Linked DNA regions of Sus scrofa: all the other regions are linked to region 1. A link is a contact called in public Hi-C, HiChIP or PLAC-seq and promoter capture Hi-C data. All regions are on one chromosome and are shown on one strand. The core of a region is the stretch at or near the end of the contact, and the rest is flanking DNA. Distances in the headings are between cores, read along the strand shown. Region 1 holds the start of ARID5B (AT-rich interactive domain-containing protein 5B). Region 2 has its middle 53 kb from the start of ZNF365. Region 3 holds the start of TMEM26 (transmembrane protein 26). Region 4 overlaps RTKN2 (rhotekin-2). Region 5 overlaps RTKN2 (rhotekin-2).

What was found. Promoter capture Hi-C pulls out the DNA fragments that hold promoters and counts their contacts. A called contact is a pair of places that touch in the nucleus more often than the background predicts. HiChIP or PLAC-seq counts read pairs in DNA pulled down with a chosen protein or histone mark.
Region 2: a promoter capture Hi-C map of liver shows a contact between it and region 1, with 8 times the contacts expected there. The contact joins the enhancer-like site here to the promoter of ARID5B in region 1. A contact is called at or near these places in 1 of 5 promoter capture datasets (liver), 4 of 47 Hi-C or Micro-C datasets (fetal skeletal muscle, omental adipose tissue, retroperitoneal adipose tissue and 1 more) and 2 of 2 datasets of contacts at active chromatin or transcription factors (alveolar macrophages and skeletal muscle).
Region 3: an H3K27ac HiChIP or PLAC-seq map of alveolar macrophages shows a contact between it and region 1. The contact joins the promoter of TMEM26 here to the promoter of ARID5B in region 1. A contact is called at or near these places in 2 of 47 Hi-C or Micro-C datasets (both in embryonic fibroblasts) and 1 of 2 datasets of contacts at active chromatin or transcription factors (alveolar macrophages).
Region 4: a contact with region 1 is called in a Hi-C map of alveolar macrophages, with 3 times the contacts expected there. The contact joins the enhancer-like site here to the promoter of ARID5B in region 1. A contact is called at or near these places in 1 of 5 promoter capture datasets (liver), 21 of 47 Hi-C or Micro-C datasets (alveolar macrophages, blood, brain and 13 more) and 2 of 2 datasets of contacts at active chromatin or transcription factors (alveolar macrophages and skeletal muscle).
Region 5: an H3K27ac HiChIP or PLAC-seq map of alveolar macrophages shows a contact between it and region 1. The contact joins the enhancer-like site here to the promoter of ARID5B in region 1. A contact is called at or near these places in 4 of 47 Hi-C or Micro-C datasets (fetal skeletal muscle, mesenteric adipose tissue, omental adipose tissue and 1 more) and 2 of 2 datasets of contacts at active chromatin or transcription factors (alveolar macrophages and skeletal muscle).

Annotation. Positions count from the first base shown.
Region 1 is chr14:65,406,329-65,411,726 of Sscrofa11.1, forward strand. ARID5B (AT-rich interactive domain-containing protein 5B) reads left to right here and starts at 2,275. Exons shown (of 10, transcript XM_021072755.1): 1 at 2,275-2,770; 2 at 3,201-3,455. The coding sequence starts at 2,750.
Region 2 is chr14:65,911,713-65,917,110 of Sscrofa11.1, forward strand. No RefSeq gene overlaps it. Among named protein-coding and RNA genes, the nearest start is that of ZNF365, 53 kb to the left of the region's middle. Within about 2 kb of position 3,124, at least 1 of the 83 cell types and tissues checked has an H3K27ac peak or open chromatin away from gene starts, as enhancers often do. A contact at or near this core is called in liver, where this site is marked.
Region 3 is chr14:64,923,026-64,928,423 of Sscrofa11.1, forward strand. It overlaps TMEM26 (transmembrane protein 26), which reads right to left and starts at 2,424. Exons shown (of 6, transcript NM_001244582.1): 1 at 2,151-2,424. The coding sequence starts at 2,341. The region is part of intron 4 of LOC106506013 (a long non-coding RNA gene); the gene reads left to right.
Region 4 is chr14:65,740,617-65,746,014 of Sscrofa11.1, forward strand. RTKN2 (rhotekin-2) reads right to left here. Exons shown (of 13, transcript XM_021073059.1): 5 at 719-772. Among named protein-coding and RNA genes, the nearest start is that of MIR9836, 7.4 kb to the right of the region's middle. Within about 2 kb of position 2,580, at least 3 of the 83 cell types and tissues checked have an H3K27ac peak or open chromatin away from gene starts, as enhancers often do. A contact at or near this core is called in alveolar macrophages, where this site is marked.
Region 5 is chr14:65,682,182-65,687,579 of Sscrofa11.1, forward strand. It overlaps RTKN2 (rhotekin-2), which reads right to left. Exons shown (of 13, transcript XM_021073059.1): 13 at 4,543-5,398. Among named protein-coding and RNA genes, the nearest start is that of MIR9836, 66 kb to the right of the region's middle. Within about 2 kb of position 3,055, at least 2 of the 83 cell types and tissues checked have an H3K27ac peak or open chromatin away from gene starts, as enhancers often do. A contact at or near this core is called in alveolar macrophages, where this site is marked.

The DNA of each region.
Region 1 (5,398 bases), core at 1,025-3,524:
CGTCTCAAAAACCTTATCGGGAGTTTATGAGAAGAGAGATTACGCAGCATGCAGCCTAGTTTAACGCCTACCTTGAAGAGACATAGAAACAGCGTTTCTAATTAGGTTCCTTATAAACCCTTAAAGACTTAGAGCACCAAAACCCAGCAGAAGTTGCTTAGATGCTGTAAAGAGCTGTGTATTTTTTAAGAGAGAGATTTAATATACAATCGAGGGATACCCTCAGGCATTTTGTTGAGGTTTCCTGCATAAATGCTGCTGCATTGGTCATACAGGAAACTGACTCACAGTCGATCTCAAATATGATCTTGTCAAAATACTGCAACTCAAGTTTTTTAATATAGGATTTCTTGAACTGGACATATATATTTACACTAACAGGACAGAGACTAATTGAAGCCTAGGGCATCTCTCCTATATTTAAAAAAAAGTACATGTAAAATGCCCTTCAGTCAAGTTCATTCATATGTAAAAAAATGAACAAAATGGGTTATTCTAATCAAACGTTTGCAGTATGCATCATAAAGTTAAAAAGAGAGAAAGCGCCAGAGAGCTGTAATTTCTCTTTGTAACCCATGTTTATAAAATAGAAAGATCAGATGAAATTTCAAGGCAGATAATTAAAGAGTGATGTGCAAGTCATAATTTGACTAATGCAAAAGATGGGAGACTGCGAATGGTTACATTGTCCTCCTCCACTGTGCAGAGTTGTGATATTACTTTAAATTATTAAAATAGTTTTCAACATCTTTCAGAATACCGGCTCTTTGGCATGGGCTTTTATTACTTATTGTAATTGGAGGATCTGCCATTTTCTTTCGTTTATCTCTGTGTGTATAGAAACGAGATAGATCTTGCCTTTTATTACTTCCCCATGTTCTGAATCAAAAATGTGGTTTAGATAATGTTAAGTGCCCTAATTCTTACTGCATCGGACTCAGACGTTATGAAAAGGCATAAAAATACACAGAGAGGGTCTTTCCACCTCAAGTCACTGAATATGAGGCATTTGTGCTCTGCCGGGTGTATTAACTTCAGCCATGTGAATATAATTTTCATTAAAGTAATCCTGTTTCAACTAGATGCTGTGACTAGAGGTGAAACGTTGCGAAAGCGTTAAAAATAGCTTACTAGTAATTTCAACATCCTGTAATTTTATCACAGATCAAGTTTCAACTGTCATACTATAACAGACCTTATTCCCCATATAGTACATGTTTACTTTTTTAGCATGCCAGACCCACTTTGGAAAGATTGGTGCCAATATAATAAAATCGGAGGCGGGGGGGGGGTATACTGAAAGGAGTGGGAGGAGAGCCGAGAAGGGGGTGGGGGAGCGTGGGGGAAGCGAGTACACCATTTTACATCAACACTGCGAAAATGCAATCTAGCCTGGCGGAGGACCGGCAGCTGGGTCGGAGCGAGCGAGGGCTTTGCAGTCTCTGCCTGTTCCTTGTTCTGTCGCTCTTAAGTTTCTCTGTGTTTGCATAATAGCCGTGCATGCAAACCTCGCAATGCTCCAGGGCTCCAGAACAATAAATATACACATTTAAAGCCTTTATTGTCTTACGGTTCATGCCCCCGGTTTTCAACAGCTTAATTTCTGGTTGTATTTAACTAGTTTGCAAATGGATTTTTTCAGTTTCAAACTATTATTGAGGAAGCTCCCCTCCCTTTTTTGGCGGGGGAGGGGTTGGGGGTGGGGTAGGAGTCGGTATATTATTCCTGTAGCGCTGGGTTATATAAACACATTATCATTTGAGAGCGCCCTTGGCGTCCATCAGCATTGTAAACACGTACTAGTGTATATACTTCAAAATTAAAGAATGCACACGCAGAACCGGGAGCCTGAATTCATATTCCGAGCAGACTCGCTGCTCGCATTTATTGATTTATCATGCATCGTTTATTGTTCCAGTCCCTAAATGCAGTCGCTGTCCGTTCAATATTGTTTGCAAAATCCTGAAATGTGTGTGCACTGCTCACTTGTCTTTCTGTTTTTTTTTTTTTTTGCTGAGTGTTTTTTTTTGCGAAGCGAACAAATGCATTAATATTTATATGTTTATATAATCGATAACCCACTTTTCTCTTCCATGTAAATAGGCATCAAAAGATAATTTAACAGATTAGTTCTCGAAAACATGGCAGTGAGGAAGCGTAATTTAACTATCAAACAAATCTACATGTCTAATAACAGCAAATCTGCTAAGGAGCATTAGAAAGAGGAGCAGCGCCCCGGAATCTCTGCAGGAAATGTTCTTTATATTAGACATATACAAGCAGGTCCTGTCAGATGCACAGCGGAGCTCGCTACCTCTTGTCTCCTCCAAAAAATCTCACCAAACGATACCCCTAGACAAGGGAGACAGAGAAGAGGGAGATCTCATCTTTGCACAATTTAAGAGTAGATTTTATTTTTACAAACCTTCCTATATGTTTTTTGCCTTGATCCATCCGCTTCCCGCCGAGATTGGACGGAGCCTTTCTCCCGATTATGAATTTGATCAACCCACATTTGGAAGGAACCCTACACAGTTCTGACAGGAGCTGAAAATTGAGTCGTCAGAGAAATATTAGGACATATTTTCAATCATTTTGGTGCTGGGGGGGAGGCAAGGGCTTAGTTTTATATTGAGACATTACGCCAGCTGAAGGCAGAGAATGTTTTTCCCTGCCAGGACCTGATGCAATCCATTCAAGCCAACAAGTTTGGAGAGAATGTTGAGTTCAATCAATTCAGAACGTCGAGATGGAGCCCAACTCACTCCAGGTATTTCGCTCTTCTCCGCTCCTCCGATCCCGGCACCCCCCCGGCACCCCCCAGGCCCCCAGCTTACCCACACCTCTGCACCCACCCACACCCCCCACAAACTTTTCACCAAACTTTTACCCTCTGCATCCCCCCAAATCATTTTTATTGTTTAAAAAAATCCCTGCACCGATCATACATACATAATGTAATTTTACCTCCTCAGATGGAGAGGTAGGGAGAGGTGGCGGGGGGGGGGGGGGGCTGAGGGTTTTTTTTTTTTCTTTTAAGGGAGGCAGAAATTTTGTGGGCTCTATTATTTTCCACCCAGCTTTATATCTGTTGCCTCTTCTGTATTAAGAGTGTGGATGTCTGTGTGTAAATATGTCTGGGAATAGACGTTTGTGCTCTGATGGCTACATTATTTATTTGGTGCTTTTTTCCCCTGCAGTGGGTCGGCTCACCGTGTGGCTTGCACGGACCTTACATTTTCTACAAGGCTTTTCAATTCCACCTTGAAGGCAAACCAAGAATTTTGTCCCTTGGCGACTTTTTCTTTGTAAGATGTACGCCAAAGGATCCGATTTGCATAGCGGAGCTCCAGCTGTTGTGGGAAGAGAGGACCAGCCGGCAACTTTTATCCAGCTCTAAACTTTATTTCCTCCCAGAAGACACTCCCCAGGGCAGAAATAGCGACCATGGCGAGGTGGTAAACTTATATCTCCCTTTCTTCTTCCTTTATTATTTTTCCCCCAGTAATGCTTATTACAGGGCAAGCTTGAAAATACTGTATTCACTTCTGCAGGCGAGCAGGATCGACTCCTTTTTTAAAGGGGTAGCGCCACTAGCTGGGGCTCGAGTATTTTGCCATTGTCAGAGTTTGGCTGTCAGCTTTACAAAGAGGATCCAACTGCTGATTTTAGTCAAGATCAAATAACTTGTTCGAGAAGGGTTTTGTTCAAGGATGTGTGTGCGCGTGTGTGTGTGTGTGTGTGTGAGAGAGAGAGAGAGAGAGAGATCGTTCGCTCTCCTGCTACTGCTGCCTGAACATCACATGCTTTTTATGTTTTTTGCCTTTGAAAATTTACCTTCGCGTCTGGCTGGGTCGGGGAATGGGTGGATTTCTTTCGGTAGGTTTCGATATTGTTCACGTTTTAATTTTTTTTTAAAGTAAGTATTTGATATGTTTAAGAGGGCGGAAATTACGAAATGGAGGCAGAGTGAGATCAAAAGCTATTGAGTTGGCAAAGACGTGTTGAATAAAGTGATAAATGACAGGTACTGGAATAATACATTCAAATAACTTGCAGATCTGCCCGGGCGGATTTCAAAGCGGTCGTGTAACCGGCACAAACACGTTAAGCAGTAACAACTATCTCTCGTGCCCACCCCCTTCCCCCCCAACAAGACATCTGATGTTCTAGTTTTCAATTACTCCACGCAAAGTGGTCGTCTTCCAACGCGATTTTTGGGGATGTGTGGGACGTGGACACGGGAGGGAAGGGCAGAGGGGTGTGTGCTCGCCCAGTGGCCCTGCGGGTCCGGCGTCCTCAGTGCCCAGACGGCGCTCCGGGGGAGGGTGGGGAGGGACCGAGCCTCCCCTGCACGTTTCTGGGCGGCCACGGGGGCGCTCGCCGCGCTCCCGGGAGGACGCCCGAGGTGAGCCCACTGTCACCGGGCACCGGGACGGTCGCTTCTCTTCGGCTCTGTCATTTCATGAGTGACCGCAGTTCTGCGGGCTCCCTCCGTCAGCTGACCGACCTCAGCGCCGTGGTACCTACAGAGGGAACTATTTTGGGGAGGCTGTACCCTCGACGCGGCGGGGAGGGAGGGCGCACGGCCGCCTGGCCAGGCTTTGTGTTGCCCAAGCGAGAGCTGGGTAATCAAAGTCAGACTTTTGAGGGCAGCTAGCTCTGTGCCAGGCTCTCGAGCTTTCGAGGTAGGTGTAAGGATCTTTTTGTTAAATGAATGGTTCGCCGTTTAACTCATCCCGGTGCTCCAAGCTGCCTGCCAGTCCTTCCAGAATTCCTTGGTCTTATGGAGTTGATTGTACTTTTGGCATCTCGCGTTCACTCTTCTCCCCAGGATCGAATTACCCATCAGTGGTCTATGCCGGTTAATTACTGGAGTTCGTCAAAATGTTCGCCTTCGGATCTGCCTCTTCGGAAATAAGCCCCTCCCTCCTCCCGAACGCCTCCGCCTCCCCCCACCCCCCAGCGCCCCTCCGCCCTCCCCGCCAGCTTTGGGTTTTAAACGTTCACATTTCCCGACGTCTGCCGGCAGTTTTACAAAGGTGTTGTTTGGAAATACTGTGAAAAATACTGCAGCCTACCAACAGGTTGAGCTCTTTCTCCCTCCCAAGGTCTAGCTCGGCCCCCTCCCCGACCCAACTTTCCTGCGCAGCTGTCTTCCTCCCCCTCCCCCCTCCTGATTTCTTATTATTTGCTTTTCAAATTTATTACTTCAACATGGCCTGTGATCTGGAAAAGGGAAGGATTAAATATCCAGAAAAGACCTGGTGCCTAATAGACTTCTGACTAAACCCAGAAGGAAATTATTCAGTGTTTTATGGGATATTTTGTGACCACGCTTTTTTTTCTTTAATTGAAATTGGAATATTTTTGAAAGACCCCGAATTGACCCCACTTG
Region 2 (5,398 bases), core at 1,874-4,373, 510 kb after region 1:
TATCGTAATACGCTATACAGTATGTTCGCTATGCTATACAGTAGGTCCTTGTTGGTTATCTTTTTTATATATAGTAGTTTGTATCTGCAAATCCCAAACTCCTAATTTACCCCTCCTTCCCCTTCGCTTTTGGTAACCCTAAGTTTGTTTTCCATGTCTGTAAGTCTGTTTCTGTTTCATAGATAAGTCATATTTTAGATTCCACATGTAAGTGATAACACGGTATTTACCTTTCTCTGCCCGACCTACTTCACTTAGGATGATAATCTCTAGGTCCATCTATGTTGCTGTAAATGGTATTATTTCATTCTTTTTAATGAGTAGTATTCCACTGTGTATATGTACCACATCTTCCTTATCCACTCATCTGTCCATGAACATCTAGGTTGCTTCCATGTACTACAGGCTATTGTAAATAGTGCTGCTATGAACACTGGGGTGCATGTATCTTTTCTTTTTAATTTTATGGCTGCACCGTGGCATATGGAAGTTCCCAGGCCAGGGATTGATTTTGAGCTACAGTTGCAACCAATGCCACAGCTGTGGCAACACCAGATCCTTTAATCCACTGTGCCAGGCCAGCGGTCAAACCTGCTCCTCTGCAGCTACCTGAGCTGCTGCAGTCAGATTCTTAACCCACTGTGTCACAGAGAGAACTCGTGCATGAATATTTTTGAATTGTAGTTTCAGAAAACCAGTTTTTACATCATCCTTCACCTAGCTTGCTTTATGATTGATCCTATGAGATTAATTCTTTTGGTCTTTCTGGAGACAGGACCTAGCAGGAAACGTGTCAGGATGTAGATGTTATGATATTCACCTCATGTGGCCTCTTCTATCCCAGCTCTATTTTTTTTTTTTTTTTTTTTTTTTGGTTGCACTTGCAGCATGTGGAACTTTCTGGGCCTGGAATCAAACCCAAGCCATGAAAGTGACAATGCTGAATCCTTAATCACTAGTCCACCAGGGAACTCCTTACCCTAGCTCTTGAGCAAGAACACTGTGCCTATTGCGAGATCGGAAATATTTGATTTTTTTAAAGACTCATGGGAAGTAGACATGTACTCAAAGTTACATGCTAGATCTCATGCCCTTTCCTTCCAGCCCAACATTAGAGGGCTCCATAGTGTGGGCATTCCCAGGGCACACAGGCCTCCAGGATTGGTGGGGTAAAACTCATTTGAGTAACACTGAACATGGTTTGTCACTCCAGACACCTCATTCCCTAGATGTGTCCTCTTTCAGAAGCTTTCCCAGTGGTGTGTTAATAAATGTTTTATAACTAACTGGCTTGGGGCAGGGTAGGGTGAAGAAGGCCCTGATTTATATAATTTGCCATTTTAAGGTATAAATGCTCACACGGTCAATTTCAAGCTATGAATGTGTGGACCCTAAACAGGGTGCTGGGAAGAGAGGCCCACCTCAGGCTCTCTTTAACTGATAGGAACTGGATTTAGCACACTTCTGCGTTCTGTCTCCTTGTACAATTGATTCTGTCTCCAAGAAATAACTGTGCGTCAATTCTAGTCATGGACACTGAATTCTCTCAGGAAGCTCCCCAGCCTCCATGCAAACCAGTGGGTATACACTTGAAAAGTGGGAGTGCTTGTCATCACTGTTGCCTATTATGCATGTCCGGTTATGCCCTAATCTCAGCCCTTATCCATTTGAGAAATACTGTTTCACACATGGCTAGTGTTGACTAAATAGATACTGAATGGTATTAAGTACTGATCCTCCCACACCTAGCCTTAAAAATCTCAAAGTGGCTTTTGTTAAAAACTGATTTATCATAAGCATATCTGCCATTTAAAGAAGTTGTTTAAGATAAACTTCCTTAAGATTGCTGAGCCCTTCTGATATCCTTTCACAAAATGCTTAAGTGGAGATTACTGTAAACAACAAATAGAATCAGATTATGACTTTTTAAATAAACTACAAGATGAAAAAATTTATCTGTTAGTAACAAGTTGGGAGTCAGTTTATTACTCTTAAACTCTGTGTGCATGTGCGCATTTGTGTGTGGGTGTGTGTTGGTGGGGTAACTCCCTGAATATCTATCCACAGTTCAATTTATTAGGGACATTATAACATGCCATTCTTCTAACTTCTCAGCAAGTTTCAATAACTGGCTTATAATGTCAGGGGGAGAAATGAGGTTCCTTTGTATTGATGGTTTGGGGGGGTGTCTCTCTTTTGCCTATCAGAGACTAAGACAGTGTGAAGCTGGATGTTATGCCTACCACTGGGAATCATAATTAGAACTGGGGAAAAATTAAAGTTCTGATGTTTTTGCACTAGAAGTGCTTGCCATAGAGGCTTACTTAGTTACAGCCCCATTCTGCTGGCATGTATAGAATGATGGTGATGCTGCTGAGGTTACTGTGAGTAAGGGCCAACTCCTAGGTGAGGGCTGACTGGAACCAATCACCAGTTCTCAATGGGTAAGTGGTAGTTACTGAACAAAGTTTCATGAAAACCAGTACATTTTTACATTTGTGTTTTTCTGGTAATAAGAGAAAAGATTCATTGTAGGAAACTTAGAATGTACGGGGAATCATAAAATCATCCCAAATCTCAGAAAGAGCTACAATTAACATTATAAATAATAGTTTATATGAACCTTGTCACTAATATTCTTAATGACACTGTACCATTCTATCATATGAATCACTGTAGCTGATTTAACTCTATTATTCAACAGAAGAATGATTCCACTATGACAGTAATAATTTGAACAACCTTGTATCTAAATCTTGTTTACTTCTTCGATTAAGATGGAATTATAAATGTAAAATTTCCAGTTCAAAAAGTAAAGACATTTTTAAGGCTCTTGTTTTATAGACCTCAAATTGCTTTTGAGAAAGGCTTTAACAGAACTATATATCCATGAAATTTTCATTTTTTTTCCCCTAAAAACAAAAAGATGGTGAAGGCCCTCTTTATTTTAAGATATATAGTATAACATAATATAAATAGAGTGGAATATACCCCTATGAAGTTTTTACCTTAAGCTTTACAAGCCACAAAACTAAAACTCTCGAGAGAACAGGAAATGCTAGCTTGATGACACTTTATAAACAATCTCTCATCACTCACTACCAAAGTGCAAGCTGCCAAATAGGAAGGAGAAAGAGACATTGGCAAAGTTTCTAGGGCTATGCAAACACTCAGCTAATTTGGATAGCTTGTTGGGTGGAATTTCTGTGGTTATTTTTCTTTCTGCTGTAATACTAAGCATAAGGTATCTGACAAACAAGATGTAATATGACAAATAAGGTGTGGCCTCAGGTGTATTCCTGAATGAATGGCTGTCACACCCGTCTTCTAAGTAGGTGGTAATAAGGATTAAGAGTCTAATCCTATAATTTTGCTGCTGTTTTTATTTATCATGTAGGGCATAATTATAGTGTTTCCCTTTTAAATGTTTCTTAATGTGTTTGGCCAAAGGGGAAAACCAAAGCAGTTGGTATAAGTCAAGTGTTTCACCATCTGTCTCTATCACATTCCCTGGTTGCAGTTCCAGCAGCCCTGCTTGGGTGGATTAATTTTTACCAATAGGTCAACAAACCTACTGATTTTGGCCAACATCCCCAGATCCTGAAAAACACAATGGCTTCCCACCCCCCTACTTGCTCTTTCTTATTACTTATGAAATTATTTTAAAGTAGTAATGCTAATAGTGAAAATAGTCCTGCTCTTAAGTATCCTTCCAGGATTTTCTTCTATGCAAAAGCATATATATGTGTATATGAACTCTCAAAAAACAAACTCACATAGAGCAGTCTACATACATGCATACTGTTCTTAGTTCTCTTTATAATATGTCCAAAATCTCTTTTCTTCTCTCTCTCCTTTTAATAGCAATATAGTCTATGTATATACCATGTTGACTTTTTTTAAACCAGTCTCCTATTGATGAATATATTCTGCTTTTTATGGGTTCGATTATTGCCGTAACTGTACATCCAAGAATTCTTTGGGAGTGTATGTTTATGATGAATTTCTAGATCTAAGGGTATGTGCAATTAAGTAATCTTTCAAAAATAAGGACAAGACAAAACAGAGAATGTGATTCTGGATTAAAAATGAAGTAAGAATGGATAACATTTTAAGGAGAGTTTCATAAAAAAAAAAATCTGATAAATCTTCCATTCTACATTTTGCCATTTTAACTGGGGAGGCTTACATGAATTTATTTGTTCTTCTTCTTTTTTTTTTTTGTGGTTGCTTCTTAAAACTTTCAAAATCTATTTTCTAAAATTATAGCTGATTTTCAATGTTTTCCTCTTTCTTTCTTTCTTTTTTTTTTTTTTTTTTTTTTTTTGTCTTTTTTGCCTTTTGTAGGGCCACTTCCTCAACATATGGAGGTTCCCAGGCTAGGGGTCTAACTGGAGCTATAGCTACCAGCCTACCCCAGAGCCACAGCAACGTGAGATCCAAGCTGCAACTGTGACCTACACCGCAGCTCACAGCATTGCCGAATCCTTAATCCACTGAGCAAAGCCAGGGATTGAACCTGCAACCTCATGGTTCCTAGTCAGATGTGTTAACCACTGAGCCAGGACGAGAACTCCTTTCTTTCTTTCTTTTTCTTTTTTCTTTCTTTCTTTCTTTCTTTCTTTCTTCTTTCTTTCTTTCTTTCCTTTCTTTCCTTTCTTTCTTTCTTTCTTCTTTCTTTCTTTCTTTCTCTCTTTCCTTTCTTTTCTTTCCTTCTTTCTTTTCTTTCTTTCTTTCTTCTTTCTTTCTTCTTTCTTTCTTTCTTTCTTTCTTTCTTTCTTTCTTTCTTTCTGTCTGTCTTTCTTTCTCTCTCTTTCCTTCCTTCCTTCCTTCCTTTTCTTTGTCTCTCTCTCTCCTTCCTTCCTTCCTTCCTAGTACTCAGTGCAAACAGAGACTCCAATAATGATATCAACATCCAAAAATGATACTTAAGGAGTTTCTGTTGTGGCTCAGCAGGTTAAGAACCCAACTATTATCCATGAGGATGCGGGTTTGATCCCTGACCTTGCTCATTGGGTTAAGGATCCATGTTGCTGTAAGCTGAGATGTAAGCCATAGATGTGGCTTGGATCTGGCATTGCTGTGGTTATGGCGTGGGCTGACAGCTACATCTCTGATTCAACACCTATCCTGGGAATTTCCACATGCCACAGGTGTAGTCCTAAAAAGAAAAAATAACTCAAAAAAATTTAAAAATGACACTGAAGAAAGGAGATTTGATATAGAATAAAGAACAGATCCGGAGTCCTATCATATAGTTGGTCACAAACATACATTGTGAGCTTAGACAAATCACCTGTTGAGATCTTAGCTCTCTGTCCGTAAAAACAAACTGTTGGAAAATCTTTATCTTTTAGAATGGTTATATATGGGATTTGCTACCACCAAGGCTTCTAGT
Region 3 (5,398 bases), core at 1,174-3,673, 480 kb before region 1:
CTGTAACATAACAATATACATCATGAGCCTGTTCTAAAATAAAGGTGAGAATTGTTTTCTTCTTTTTGACTCTGAACCAGCGGTTTATTAGCCAGTCCCTCAACTAAAGCTTTTTGACTTATACAGACATAAAATATGTTCACTTGACACAGAATATTTTTAATAAAAAGAAAAATAAAAACTCTAAGATCTATATAAGACCATTTCTTGTGTATTCTTCGATCATCAATATATATTATCTCATTCATTCATAACAACCCATGAGATAAATATTTATAGATGAGGAAATTGAGACTCAAAATGGTTAAGTAACTTGCTCAATGTCTCACAGCAAGTAAGTAGGAGAGCCTAGATTTTACTCCATTATCTGACTGATTTTGAGGCCACACTCTATACATAAACATGCTCCCAGTTTCCCATTTAACTTGATGCATTGACTATCATCCTTTTTGCCCCAACCTTTTTTCCCTCTCTCTGGGTTTGAAGTTAGATGTCAGTCTGAGTCAACCAGTAATCGGTGGTGATATAGACGTGAAGGATCCTTTGTCTACAGGATTCCTGCACAAGTGGCAAGGAATTCTGACTTAATGTGAGCTAAGCCCTCTGGTCCACTCTTTGAGAGGGAGGAGAATATTTCAGGGCTGGCTGAGTGAGTCCCTCTTCTGAGGTTGACATTTCTCCCAGAAGCTCTGGTGATGGTTGCTAGCAGGACTACTTCCCATGGAACATTTTGCAGCCTCAGACTTCATCCTCCTGAAGATATTTTCTACCCTAGCATGTTAAAGCTAGTGAGTAAAAACCAAATCAATCTCATATGACCTGCTTGCTAAGTGAACACTTTTCTGCCTTTTGTTTCTTTAACCTTAAGGCTTCTTTGGGGAACTAATACCATTTTTCTTTCAGACTTCCAAAAGGCACACTGGAAAGTATCTCAGATCTGTCCTGCTTAATAAGCTGTTAAGGGGTGGGGGGCAGTGACATTCTACTTTAGATTCTACTTGAATAGTTTTTTTCATTGATAATTCTAGCAATTTTTTGTCAGTGGCAAATTCAAGCAAAATTCACATCATATTAAGAGACAACATATTCTCTCCCTTGGATTGTCATAAAATACACAGACTTTGTAGTTAATATGTAAAACTGCTGAAGGAATTTGTTTTTCTTAGTATGCTGGATAACTATAATGCTATAGTGTTTATAATTCTTGAATTGGCTAATAGCATTTTCCTCTTTCTCATAGCATTGGATTTTTAAAAAACATTGATATATATGAAAACATAGATTCATTGTTTTAAAAAATAATACAGGAAAAGCCCTAACTTGGAGAAGTTGGGGATGAAAACCTCCTGGGAGTGGAGCAATGCAGATAGAGGCTCATTGTAAATGGCAAGGAATCCTTTTCTCAATTCTTTGATTGCCATTCAAGTCTTTAGGGGAGGAAATAAGGCATCAGGCAGAGCCTGTAGTGTGGCACGTGGAGGTTAAGTCTGAACCACTACCAGAGAGTCCCTTCATGAGCAGCGCAGTCCATCTTTGAGAAGATTGGCTGACCATTATCAAAGGCTCTAAAGCAACCAAGTCCGGAGGACACCTGAGGCCGGTTCCTTGCCATGGCGCGCGGGGCTAGAACCAAACAAAGCAGCTTAAACCAAGGCTTCTCACCCGGGAGTATGTGGGATGAGCACAAGCTCTTGCCCAAGTCACTGATGCCCAGCGACGGGCATTCCCACAACTGCATGCCCTCAGGCTAACCCCTGCACAACCACACACACCCAGATTCAGGACCTAGGGCGCACGACATCCCTTTTGCCCCCAAGACTTTCCCACTTTGGAGCACTTTTTGCAGAGCAGGGAAGCTCTTCCCTTCTTTTTTCTCCATCTTCCAAGTTGCCAAACCTGGGACTGGGCGGCGCGTGGCTGTGACTCGAGCCTTTCCCCTGTTGCCCTGGGACCCAGGGGCTCTCCGGCGTGCCCAAAAGACGCCCAAGCATCTCGCGCTCTTTCGAAGCTCCCAGCGAGGACAAAGGGGGTCCGAGTCCCGGTAAAGAAGCCGCGGACTGCGGGGATTCGAGCTCTGAGGCTGTCCGCGAGTGCCACGGCGGACAGTACCCAGGGCTTGACGCTCCCTCCCTTTCCCAGGGTGCGCTCACCATTTGTAGCCTCTGCCGCTCTTGTATTTGAGGGTCAGCGCCATCTCCAGAAAGAGCAAGAGGTTGAGCAGCGCCAACAGCCAGTACCATGGCTCCTTCTTCACCTCGGTCACTCGCCAGACTCCGACCAGCGAGTGCAGCACGAAGAGCAGCCGGGTGGCCAGGGCGTTGAGCAGGACCAGTCCCTCCATGCCGCCCGCGCGCTCTGCCGGCCGCCCCGCACCCGTGCCCGGCGGACCCGCCGGGAACACCGGAGCCCGCCCGTGGGCGGAACGTGACAGCTCGGAGACCTGCGGCTGCTTTCGTCCTCCCTCACGCTCCCGCCGCCCGCGGAGAGCGCAGCGCCCCTCCCCCAAACTTCCTGACAACTCTGGAAGGCGAGGAGATTCTAGACGTAGCTTTTCGGGCTTTCCGGGGAGTCTGGGACTATGCGGCTCTGGCTCCGCACCTTTTACCTCGTCTGCCCATCCCCCTCCCAATCCCGGGGAGGCCACTCTCCATCCCTGCCCTCGACCCCCATCCCCAGGCCTCTGTGGGGTCCCGGAGGAAACCCCCCTCCCACTCGAGGGATTTGAAAGAGGAGAGAGGTAGACTGAAGGTCATGGGGCTGTAGAGCCAGAAAGGGGGAGGGGGATGCCTGGGGGACCGTACTGCTTACTTTGCTGCTGAAGTACTTTAATTCACTCACTTCTTACAGAAACAGGCTCTCGTGGTTAACTCTAAGATGGGAAGCGGGAGAGCCAAAGAATCCGCTGTCCTGTCTGGACAGTTTTAGAAATACCGGTTCCTGCCCAATTCCAAGAATTAAAAACTTCCCAGGACTAGAGGCAGTATGGTGCTCTGGGCTTTCTGAAAGCTCCTTGCACCTCACTTTTACTTTTTGGAAAAGGTGACGTTAAAGCAGAGATATTCTTTATTATGTCTTCCCCAACCCCCACTATTTTTTTTTTTTTTTTTTTTTTTCTGAAAGGAAATAGGGTGGCAAGTCAAAAAGGCAGAGGGGGCAGTGCGGAGGATATGGAAGATACAGCCAGGCGTTAGATTAGAAGGAGAAATTCATGGAGGGGAGAACTGCACCCTTGAGAGCAATGACTGAAGAACTGAGCGCTGTCTTTCCAGCATCCAAGGCAAAGAGGAAACTGAAGTCACGGTTTCCCAGAACACCTTCATGATTTTTGTTTCCTTGTTTGGTATCCTACCACCTGTACCACTATTTATTTAACATTTTCTCTTAAAGGGACTCAACTTTTTACTGAAATAATTTTTAAAGGAAACTTTATATCATTTATAAATGGAAAATCAGTATAGTCAGCTATAAATGGAAGGTAATTACAAAAATAAATAAAATGAGGCTAAGTCATTGAGCTCTTGCTTGATATTATTATTACCTTCTAAGCCTCTGTGCCTCAGCCTCCAGCTTTCCGAAAAAATAAGCAGTAGTCCTATTACTACCAAGTGGGAATGCTCTTTTGGCCACATTGGTAAAATTGAAACTAAAACTCAAAGAGAATATGTTTCTTGGTTAGGTTTGACTTAAAATCATCCTGTACTTTTCTTAAAATGAGGTAGAAATCTCTGAATTATATGATTGCTGCCTTCACTAGGGTGAAAAAAAAATCCAACTGCTTCACAGAAGCTCAGTTATTTCTGGTACTGTGATTAGAGAGATTTTTTTTTCCTGTGGGTGTGCATTCTCTGATGGCTTACAGGAAACCCAGCAGTGATATCCTGGGGCCGTTTATTAGAGTGCCCTTCAACATAGCCTAATGGCATAGTGACCAGTGACTGTATACCAGTGATGCCTGAAAGCATGTAGACCAGTGCCATGGGAGGCAGCACGCTGTGGACATTGGAACCCTCACACTGGCTCAGCTGGCCATCTTGGACTCCTGGCTCAGCCCCTTAGTTGTGTTGTGACCTTTGTTGAGTTACTGTAGGAGGTCCTTTGTGGTACAGCAGGTTAAAGATCTGGCATTGTCACCACAGCAGCTCAGGTGTGTGCTCTTGTGTGGGTTTGATCTCTGGCTGGAGAAATTCCAAATGCCAATGGTTTGGCAAATAAATAAATAAATAAATAAATAAATAAATAAATAAAGTGCATCATTCATGTAAAGCACCTGGCAGGTAGTAAGAGCCTGTTAAGCCTTGGAATTTATTGCTGGGACCAGGAAAGTTAGTCCCAGGAGCTGCTTTTTGACCATCTTGACATGTAATGATAGGAGTGGAGAGAGAAACATGACATTCCAAAGTCTTTTCAAAATCCTCCAGCCCAACACCATCAGGAACACATCTGTTGTTGAACACGTTGGGTTTATTACTTCTTTAGGGCAGGAGAACACACTCCATGGACAAGTGTGGGGCATCGCACTAAGAAGCTGTTAGAAAGATTAGAAAAGACTAGAAAATATTGGCCTTGTGTTAGGTGATTTTGAAAAGAGCTTAAGAGAGTGGTCTTTAAATTGGAGGTTATCAGAAAGTGAGGTTAATAATTCTATGATTCAGTATCTTAAAGCTAATTTAGGTAGGTGGGAAACATTTGATCATTTTTGTGGTTTGGACAATGTTTATGTTTTGTCTGTATTCAGGCATGATTGCAGAATGGTCCTATTTTTAACTTGATCCATCACATTCACAGAGTGGCCTTACTTGATGTCAATGTTTTATGAAATTTTTAAGTTCAACAAGAGGAGACCAAGGCTTGCCTGAAGGTGATTTCAGTCCACTTTCCTACCTTAGGAGGTTGCTTTTCTCTTTCCCAGGCTTCCTAGGAAGGGCTCTCCAGGAGCAAGAGTTAACAGAAAAAGGAGGGAGGTCAATCTGACCTCCACAGATCTTTGTTTTTCTCAGTTTTGAAGGTTTACATTTAGTATAGATTCTATTGTTTCTGGATCTGAAAAATAAGGCTATCATTAATGAGAACTTAAAAGTTATTTCTTTTTAATTTGCTCCTAAACTTGTTTTAGAAAACTGGAGGTATTGAAATATATCTTGAGACCTTCAACCCAGTAGTCCAATAATCTTTCAAAGAGGAAAAAAAATAAGAAATTTAAGAAAAAATCTTCTTTTCTTGAAAAAACTGTCTCAAGCTGCCAGTTCTTGTGGTGTGAGCTGAGGTGGTGCACCTAGATCAGAACCAGCTCATTCCACTGACCCAGGGAACAGCAGTCGCTAGGTCTCTCTTCCCTCCTTAATGCAAAATGAACACAGTTGGCAGGCTTCTCTCTCAATTAGAGTGGTTTGGGTTGCAC
Region 4 (5,398 bases), core at 1,330-3,829, 330 kb after region 1:
TTTTTAAAAAGTATTAGGTAATTAAAGGACTAAATCCTTATTACTGAGAAAAAGTAGCTCTTCAAAAAAACTTAATTCTGCATAGTAACCAGAAAGATGTACTTAATTCCCACATGCATTCTTTTGTAAAGTAAACTATATTTTCTAATTGAATAACAAATATACTAACTTGATTTTGGATTCTTCATATAAAACTAATTATGCTCAATCTGATTCAGTTTTTAAAGTATGAAGAACAAAGCTATCACAGCAGACAAGAAAGATAAAGGATTGTTACATCTTTTCTGCTGTACAGCTAGAAATCACATGAGGTTAATTTTCATGACTTAAGCAATGCATGGATTTTTTTAAGACCAAATAAAGCCATAAAATGCTAAAGGGGAAAAAAAAATCAGATGGAGCTAAAAAATCTTTCCCTCTTACATCTTGTTAAATAATCTGAGGTAAACAAAACAAGGCAGAAAAAAGCTCTCCAAGAATTCTGGTCAAATAATGTTGCCTTTACATTTACTCCTTCAACATTTCCTTTTATTCCACATTTTCCTTCCCTATTACCTGTTACTCATTATCCTGTACTGGTTCCTATCAACAAGATGCTACTTATTATGGCAAATAACATCAATTTATTTCAGCGTGGAAGCAACTTTTTCTCCCAATAATCAAATATTTACAATATACAAAAGAAAACATTTCTATTACAATTAAAAATTATACATACGTTCTTTATTGCTGAAGTGATCAGAGTCTTTCCACATTAGTGGTATACGAATATCTATAAAAGCAGGGAAAAAGAAATGACAATAATAATTTTGGCAAATTTCATTGCTAAGAGTGAAATAAACCTATGAATTCCATAATGGATTCTGACCATTAAAGCTAATATTTATTTATTATTTAAATTTTCTAACACAGTGACATTTTCTCTTAAAAACAGCTTAGACTGGGAATATAAAATCCGTAATACTCACTTAAATAATATACTTAAAAAAAACCTACCATTACTTAAGAAACTAAGTTATTAAGATCTGTAATAAGCTTATGCTGAAACTTTTTCATTTTGTGATTTGTTTTTGAAATAGGTGAATTATGAGGAACTCAGTGTTGAATTTTTATGTTGGGTATGCAGCAGCAGCAAATGTAGTTAAATACACTTCAAAATCATAGAATCACAGAGGTAGAAAGAACCTTAGAACTTTTATCCACTATGAAAACTTTAGGTGTTCCCATTGTGACAGACATGGCTCAGATCGTGCATTACTGTGGTTGTAGCGTAGGCTGGCAGCTGTAGCTCCAATTTGACCCCTAGCCTGGAAACTTCTATATGTTGCACCTGTGGCCCTTGAAAGAAAGAAAAAGAGAAAAAGAAAGAAAGAAAGAAAGGAAGGAAGGAAGGAAGGAAGGAAGGAAGGAAGGAAGGAAGGAAGGAAAGAAAACTTTTTAAAGATGAAGAAAATTAAGTGAATTGCCTAAGATTATTGGTTTCTGGGAGAAACCCAGCCTAGACGAAAAAATCCAAGACCTTTCCATTAAGATTTTCTTTGTCTACAAAAGAATTTACAGATCTTTGTATATTCGTGTTACAAACTGTAACATTTCCCTTAAAAAATAAAAGTGAAAAAGAGGAATACATTGCTTCTTTCAGGTCAAAAAAAGAACATACATTCTGAAAATATTCTAAACACATTCTTTTCATTCACACATTCTTCAAACTCTAAAGTGATTGCGTTAATGATCTTTATTCCACAAATTAATCTAGAGCTTTGACACAGTCAAAATTTTTCCTTTCTAGTTTCCTCTATTCTTCCATTTAATATTAGGTTAACATTATGCAGTAACAATTTCCCTCTGACATGCCTATGCTAATTTCCAAGTTAAAGGATTTAGATTCTACTAATAGATTAAGATGTGTGATCGCAGCATAATACAGCACAGCAGAGATCTCAATGGTAAAGTAAAGTTAGTTTTAGTTACTCAGAATGAAAACTGTATCAACGACTCAAGCCCTTGTGGAAAATTTCTTATCTAAGACACTTCCCTACTACACTTAGGAAGTTTAAGTGCAGTTTTCATATCCAATTATGCCACTTTCAAATAATTACAAATCTTTATGAACATAAATAGTTGGCTACCTTTACATTGTGCTTCACCTTTAGATCCCATAATCTTTTGTCTACATTTCTATTTGTTTAGAATTCTTTCTAAGGTTCTGAGTGCCTGTGTCCAATTTCCTTTCTAGAATAGCTTTACATTACTCCTTCATCCCTAACCTGCCCAACTAGGTAGGAATGTATGTGTGCTCTTCCCACTGGTGCCTTAGCACTTTTGGTAAAAAAAATAATAATATTACTTACAGAGCTCTCCCCATGTGCCAAGCTAAAAACCCTTTACACACATCTGATAACAATTTTTAAAATATATTTGCCAATTCATGGTTATGTTTTGTCATTTGTCTCAAAGTACTTTTCAATTTCCTCTTTGATTTCATCACTGACCCAATAGTTTTTTAGTAAGATGTTGTGTAGTCCGCATATAGTGGTTTTCATGGGGTTTGGGGTTTTTTTTTCTCATTTCCCTTTTTATGGTTTATTTCTAGTTTCATGCTGAAGTGGTCAGAAAAGATGCATCAAATAGTTCCTATCCTCTTAAATTTCTTAAGGCTTGTTTTGCGTCCTGGTACGTCGTCTCCTAGAGAATGCTCCACGTTCACTTGAAAAAAAAAATGTATGCTCTGGGTTTTATGGATGAAATGTTCTAAAATTATCAATTGGGTCTAACTGACTGTGAAAACACAACCATACAAAAATCTATGGGACGTATCAAAAGCAGTCCTAAGAAGGAAGTTCATAGCAATATAGGCCTTCCTCAAAAAGCAAGAAAAATCTCAAGTAAACAACCTAACATACTACCTACAAGAATTAGAAAAAGAAGAACAAGTCTAAAGTCAGCAGAAAGAAGAAAATGATAATGATCTGAGAGTAAATAAGTAAAAGAGAAAAAACAATGGAAGAAATCAATATAACCAAGAGCTGGTTTTTTGAAAGGGTAAACAAAATTGACAAACCTCTGGCCAGGCTCACCAAGAAGAAAAGACAGAGGACTCAAACAAAACAACCAAACTGAAGAAATAAAAAAAAAAACTGTAAGAGAATAATTATGAACAATTATATGCCAACAAACTGGAAAACCTAAAAGAAGTGGGTGACTTTCTAGAAACATAAAACCCACCAAAACTGGGTTTGTTTGTTTGTTTTTCCTTTTTCAGCCACTTCTACAGCATATGTAAATTTCCAGGTCAGGGATTGAATCCAAGCCATAGCTGCAGCAACACCAGATCCTTAACCCACTGTGCCAGGATGGGGATCGAACTGGCAACACCACAGACAAACTGGATCATTAACCCGCTACACTCACAAGTCCACCAAAACTGAATCAAGAAGAAATAGGTAATTTGAACAAACCAATCACTAGAAATGAAATAGAATCTGTAATAAACAAACAGGTTAATAAATAAAACATCCCTGCAAACAAAAGTCCAAGATTGGATGGCTTCACTGGGGGATTCTGCCAAAAATACAAAGAACTTAACTCAAACTCTTCTAAAAGACTGGCAAGGAGGGAACACTCCCAAAATTATTCTATGAAGCCACCATCACTTTGATACAAAAACCAGACAAACACACTACCAAAAAAGAAAATTAAGGCCAATATCGTTGATGAATATAGAGGCAAAAATTCTAAACAAAATATAAGCAAATTGATTCCAACAACAAATAAAAAAGATGATATACCATGACCAAGTGGGATTCATCCCAGGGTCACAAGAATAGTTCAACATGGAAAAAACCAATCAATGTCATATACCACATCAACAAAAGAGAGGACAAAAACCGCATGATCATCTCAATAGATGCAGAAAAAGCATTTGATAAAATTCAACATCCATTCATGATAAAAACTCACCAAAGTAAGTAAAAGGAACATATCTCAACATAATAAAAGCCACTTATGATAAAACTATAGCCAACATATACTCAATGGTAAAAAGTCTAAAGCTTTCTCACTAAAATCTAGGACAAGACCAAGATGCGTACTTCAATGCTTCTATTCAATGTAGTATAGGAAGTCCTAGCCACAGCAATCAAACAAGAAAAAGAAATGAAAGGTATCCAAATTGGAAGAGAAGAGGTAAAACCGTCATTATATACAAATGACATACTATATATAAATAAAAACCCCTAGATGCCACACAAAAACTACTAGAACTGATAAATTCAACAAGGTAGCAGGATACAAGATTGACATACAGAAATCTGTTTCCCTATACTAATAATGAAATATCAAGAAAGGGAAAGAAAAAAAAACAATCTCTTTTAAAATCACATCCAACGTGATTTTAAACACACACACACACACAGGAATAAACCTGACCAAGGAAGTGAAAGACGTATATGCTGAGAAATATAAAACATTATAAAGAAAACTGAAGATGATTTAAAGAAATGTAAAGAAGAGTTCTCATTATAGCTCAGCAGTAACAAACCCAACTAGGATCCGTGAGGACACAAGTTCGATCCCTGGCCTTGCTCAGTGGGGAAGAATCCAGCATTGCTATGAGTTATGGAGTAAGTTGCAGACATGGCTTGGATCCCAAGTTGCTGTCGCTGTGGTGTAGGCTGGGGGCTACAGCCCTGGTTCAACCCCCAGCCTGGGAACTCCCATATGCCATGGGTGCGGCCCTAAAAAAAGACCAAAAAAAAAAAAAAAAAAAAAAAAAAAGATATGCCATGCTCTTGGAAAATGCATTTCCATTAATTGGAAAAATTGAATTAATATTGTTAAAATGGGCATAACACCCAAAACAATCCAGATTCATGCAATCCCTGTCAAATTACCCATGCCATTTTTCACAGAACTAGAACAAATAATCCTAAAATTTGTATGATACCATAAAAGACCCAGAATTGCCAAAGCAATCCTAAGGAAAAAGAACAAAGCAGGAAGCATAACTCTTCCACACTTCAGGCAATACTACAAAGCTACAGTAATCAAAACAGTGTGATACTGGCTGTTGATGGATCAATGGAACAGAAGAAAGAGCCCAGAAATAAACTCACACATCTACATTCAATTAATCTTCGACAAGGGAGATAAGAACATACAATGGAGAAAAGACAGTCTCTTCAGCAAGTGGTGTTTGGAAAGCTGGACAGCTACATGTAAATGAATGAAGTGAGAATACTCCCTCACACCATACACTAAAATAAACTCAAAATGGCTTAAAGACATAAATATAAGACAGGACAACATAAAAATCCTACAAGAGAACATAGGCAAAACATTCTCACATAAATTGTAGTGATGTTTTCTTAGGTTAGTCTCCCAAGGCAACAGCAATAAA
Region 5 (5,398 bases), core at 1,805-4,304, 280 kb after region 1:
AAAAAAATAAATAAACCTCATCAGTGTCTAACTTGAATGTATAACAATACTTCACTAAGACTCAAGCAATGAAGTACATCAGCAGTTTTCAAATGTTTTGGGAAACCCCAAGTCCTATAGAGAAGATTCTGGGACTGCTCGGAACTGGGATGGGTGAGGAAGCAGGACAGGAAAACCAAGGGCTCCTTACCCCCTTCCCACCCCAGAGTAATTCCGCTTTGATCTAATTTATGCATTTAAAAGGCCTACAAAAGATTTTATTTGTAAATGGGGCTATGCCACTGAATCAAAAGTATAGCACTGTACGATTGTCATTTTAACGATGGCAACGGATCACAAAAGTATTTGTTTTTTTCTGACTCTGGAACTAAATCCCTGAATCAATCCAACTAATGTATATACTCTGTGAGGACAGACTAGCCTTCATCCTCATCTTCATATGCCCATGCAGCCAGTAGAACCCTACCCACTATGGGGACTAGCAAAGTGTTGACTGAATACGTGGTGTGTCCCCCTCCCCCAATATTACATAAATATAAAAGTTATCTGCTTCTCAGAAAGTTCATGACAGAAAATGAAACAGGCTGTTTTCAAATGGAGTTGATAAGACCTGCAGTACATTTAGTCCAACACTTTCTGGCTTCCCAGTCCAAGTATTTTATTTTAGTAATTGATTTGGGTTGCAATCTATTCAAGTGTAATCACATCTCCAACTTTTTATTGAATTTAATTTCTTGGGATATTTGCTGCATGATATAGTAAAGGTGTTGAAGTATACCAGACACACTATTCTAATTTCCCAGACAAACTTTGAGTGACTGATTCCAGGATGACAGCAGCTTTGCTTTCATAACTATTTTAAAAAACACTTCTGGTATCAAAAATTATAAAAACCAGCAAACAAAAAACCATTCAAACCAAACAAAATGCAGAGTTGAACTTCCCCCAGAGGGGAGCAGGAATCTTGGAATCCATTCAAAGCCCTTAGTGTGGATGCAGGTAAATGAGGTTTGCCCGGGGCCTCTGAAGGTCCCCTCCCTTTCAATCTGTTCGTCCTTTTGTGACACTCTTCACAACCTTCAGGCCTCTCCTTTCCTCTTGCCTACTGAAAAGAGAATGTGATAAACCTAGTCATGCTAAGATGTAGCAGGTGGAGCAATTTAACGTGTCACCCTCTCCTTGAAAGAAGACTGGCAGATAAGAAAAATCAAGTCAATGCTGTCACATTAGTGATCTGGATAATTCTAACGATTTTTCTCTTCAATCTTCTTCAAAAAATTTTTACAAAGCCAGGGGAAGCTTAATCTCAGCACATTTATACTGACAAAGCATGACTAATAAAATGGCCCCTGCCCTCCATGAACTTAACATTAGTGAAGGTATTTACAGGTTACTTGCATTTCTTCTAGAGATAATTTAAAGGATGAGCAAGGTATCCAATAGTAACTGTAGCTACTTCTGCCTTTCCTACTCTGAAAGAACAAGCCAGATGTGATGTGGATGTACTAATCCCATATGGCATATTTCTTCAACCACCAAATGAAAGCAAATGCTTTAGCTTGACATTCAAGGCCTCCCATAATCTGACTCCTCCTGCCTGGTCAACCCTATTTCTAATTCCCAATATACACAATTAAACCATTTCAAGCCCTCAGCATTCTCTGTTCTTTTATGTTTTTTAAAAAAATATCTACTTCCATGGAAACAAATACCCCAAAGCCTACTGGTTAAAATAATAAACATTTATTATCTTATAAATTTAGGAAATGCTTAGCTGGGTGGTTTCTGGCTTGGAATTTCTCAGGAGGCTGACATCACCCTTGGTGGATCTGCTTCTGAGGGCTCATTTAAAAGCTGGTGGTGGTTGTTGAGGGGGGTCTCAGTTTCTCTCCACATGGCTCTCTTCTACTACTGTTGGAGTGTAGTTGTTGGCCTCTCACTCACTTCGGTAAGTGACCCACGAAAGTGCTTAGGTGCAACCTCTCCTTTATATCATATCCTCACAAGCCACACTGCATCACTTCCTCCAAAACTCTACGTTAGAAGTGAATCCCTAGGCCCATATTCAAAGGGAGAATTACGTTCTACCTTTGAAGACAGGGTCAATGAATTTGTGGACATATTTTGAACCACAATAATGTTTCCACCCCATTGCTCATTCTGTTCCACTGCTCAGAATGCCCTTTTCCATATCTACAGAGTGCAATCCTACAAGACTTTATATATGCATTTGGCAGCATCCCTGGTCTCTTACCACTAGATTTAAGCAGCACCCTGAACCCTCATCACGGGAACCAAAGAAATGTCTCCGGACATTACCAAATATTCCATGGTGAACACAAATCACTCCTGTTTTAGACCACAGTTCTAGATGGTAAGTTCTGTGATTCTATTCTTCCACTTCAATATTAAAACGGTTTACTATGTTGATATAGTCTCTAGCCCCAAAGACTATATTCTAACAAGCTAAGAGAAGAACAAAACTATTCCTTTTTTATTTTATGTTGCTGTCCAACCCTCCTTAGGCTTCCTTCATTCCTCTGGGTGATTCTAATAACTTTTCAATAACACCCCCACCATTCTTTTTTTTTTTTTTTTTTTGCTTCATTTATCATCTGTTGCTTTTTGCCAAAAAGAAATGCTATTAACAAAAATCAACTCATTCTTCCAGCCTGGCTCAAATACCACCTCTTCACATTCTCCCAGATGTTCTTGGATGGAATTTGTATTTTCCTCCCTTTCATATTTATAAACAGCCTGGTAGTAGAGTCAGGTTTCCATATACCCAAATCTTTCTTCCCAAATGCCTCCCAGGGTCAGACATGATGCCCAAGATAGTATACAAGTAGGATCCAACTGTGAATGAAATCAATTGCATTGAGGGCTTTAATACAAAAAGATATTCCAAGTGATCACATCACTAGAGAAAAAGAGTTTGGAGGCAAGTCTGGCAAAACTTGCTCTTAATGCCTTTCGCAGTCTCACATTCATTACTGGTTATGAGTACAATGAGGAAGTTGACCACTCCCTTAAGGTCATGACTGGTTACGTTCAAATCCTGTCTCATTCACCATGAGACCTTGGGCAAGTTAATTAATTGTCCTGTGCCTCAAATTGCTCATCTGTAAAATGGTGATTGTTGTAATACTACCTGGGGTGGGGCTGAAATATAAAACAGATCAACTTGGAGTTGCTCTGGCTGAATGAGAAGAGAGAGAACCAGAGGCTCACTCATTTAGTGTCATCCCCACTGGCTGCAGTCTCTAAGGGCATCATCTCAGGAACCTAGAGCCCTCTGGGTTAACCTGAGACAAACACCAACAGCATTTCAGTGGTTCTACTGATAATGAAATGGAAAAGATGAATAACAGCTTGCCCAAGGCAACATGGCTAATTAACTATAAACCATAGACTAGAATTCCACTCCCTCAATTCATAAGCTGAGTGCTCCTTCCACAAACTCAGCTGATTTAGTCCTGATATCAAATATTCCTACTTAGTTTAACTTGTCTTATTTTCTTGAACTGGCATTAAAGTCCTGCATGTGACCCAGCTTATCCTACCTTGCCCCTTCAGCCATGCCAATCTGCTTGCTGATTCCTACCTTAACAATAGGCTAACTGCCTTGTTCAATCCATTCCTTTCCACAAATTCCATGACAACTAATCTCCCTTAAATTTGAATGGTGTAAAATTAAACTCCTCCAGAAGCCCAGTGGATAAATTGACTTCTATTCTTATTTCTCCTAGATTTGAAAAATCTTCCTATTATGACCTGTTCTTACATCATTCTAAGATATTCATAGTATATAATTTTATACTGCTTAACTCATCATTTTCACAGATACAAGGTCTTTTGCACTTGTTGAAAAATCACAATGTAAAAGTTCTCATACCCCCTCATGGATCTCTCATATCTCTTAAAATCAGAGGCTTAACTGTGTTATACTGACTGTTCTTTCATATTGCCCACTGTTGTGTTATGTATTATTTAATCTTTTCAGTCAATTTCTTAAGTTCACTGGTGGTAGGCAGGGATTGTTTTAAATGTCTGTATACAGATATATGTTATATATATGAGGTAAGCTTAAACAGTAACATATCAATATACTCTAAATGGTCAATCCCATCAACAAAAATGTGAACTTCTCAAGAATAAATATTCTTTTTAATCTTATAAACCCCAATAATGTCTAACGTAGGGTTCTAATATAGTGACAATAAATATATGGACATATTTTAGATATCTCTTAAATTCTTATGCACTGTAAGTCCAAGTACAAAAGGAAAAAAGCAAAAAAGGAAAATGGGGCAGGGGTTACAATTTCTTTTAAGAATATATAGATGTATATATGTATGTACGCATACCATATATGTGTGTATTAGATATACCTTATTCTTCTCTTTCTACATTTGTTACATGCTACATGTCAGGCTGCAAAAACAATAGAAGAACTTATGTCAGGGCTATGTGTTACATGCATTATCTAAGTACTATTTATATCTTTTTTTTTTTTTTTTTGGTCTTTTTTAGTATTTTATCTTTTTTTTAGGGCTGCACCAGCGGCATATGGAGGTTCCCAGGCTAGGGGTCTAATTGGAGCTGTAACTGCTGGCCCATGCCACAGCCACAGCAGTGCAGGATCCGAGCTGCATTTGCCACCTACACCACAGCTCACAGCAACGCCGGATCCTTAACACATTGAGCAAGGCCTGGGATCAAACCCACAACCTCATGGTTCCTAGTTGGATTTGTTAACCACTGAGCCACGATGGGAACTTCTACTATTTGTATCCTAAAGATTTTTAAAAAACCCAAACTTAGATTAGGTTAAAAAAACCCAGACCCATCACACAGCTAAGTCATGGCAGAGCTAGAATGTAATCCTGGTCTAATTCCAGAATTCATATCTTAACTACCATGCAGTGCGACTCAGGGCAAGTATTCTACATTACACTTAGTGGGGTTACTAGGAAGGCTATTGTAAAGGATTAAATGAGTTAATTCATGTACTGAGCACAATACCTTACACATAATAAATATCTAATAATCCTCTCTCATTATTATTATTATACTAGGATGAAGTTAAAAGTCAAATAAGACATGCTCTCTGCCCTTAAAAATATGTTTAACTTGTATAGGCAGAATTTTAAAATGGACCTTAAGATTTCCTGCCCTACTGAATGTGATATCATGCTTATAGTCAAAAGAGATTTTTCCAGATGTAATTAAGGTTACTAATCAGTGGACTCTGAATTAATCAAAAGGGAGATTATACTGGTGGGCTCCATCTAATCTCATGAGTCCTTAAAAAGAAGTTTTCTCTAGCTGATTGTGGATGGAAAAGTCCTCAAGGAGGATATGGAACTGTCAGATTTAATGAGCTATTGCTGGCTTT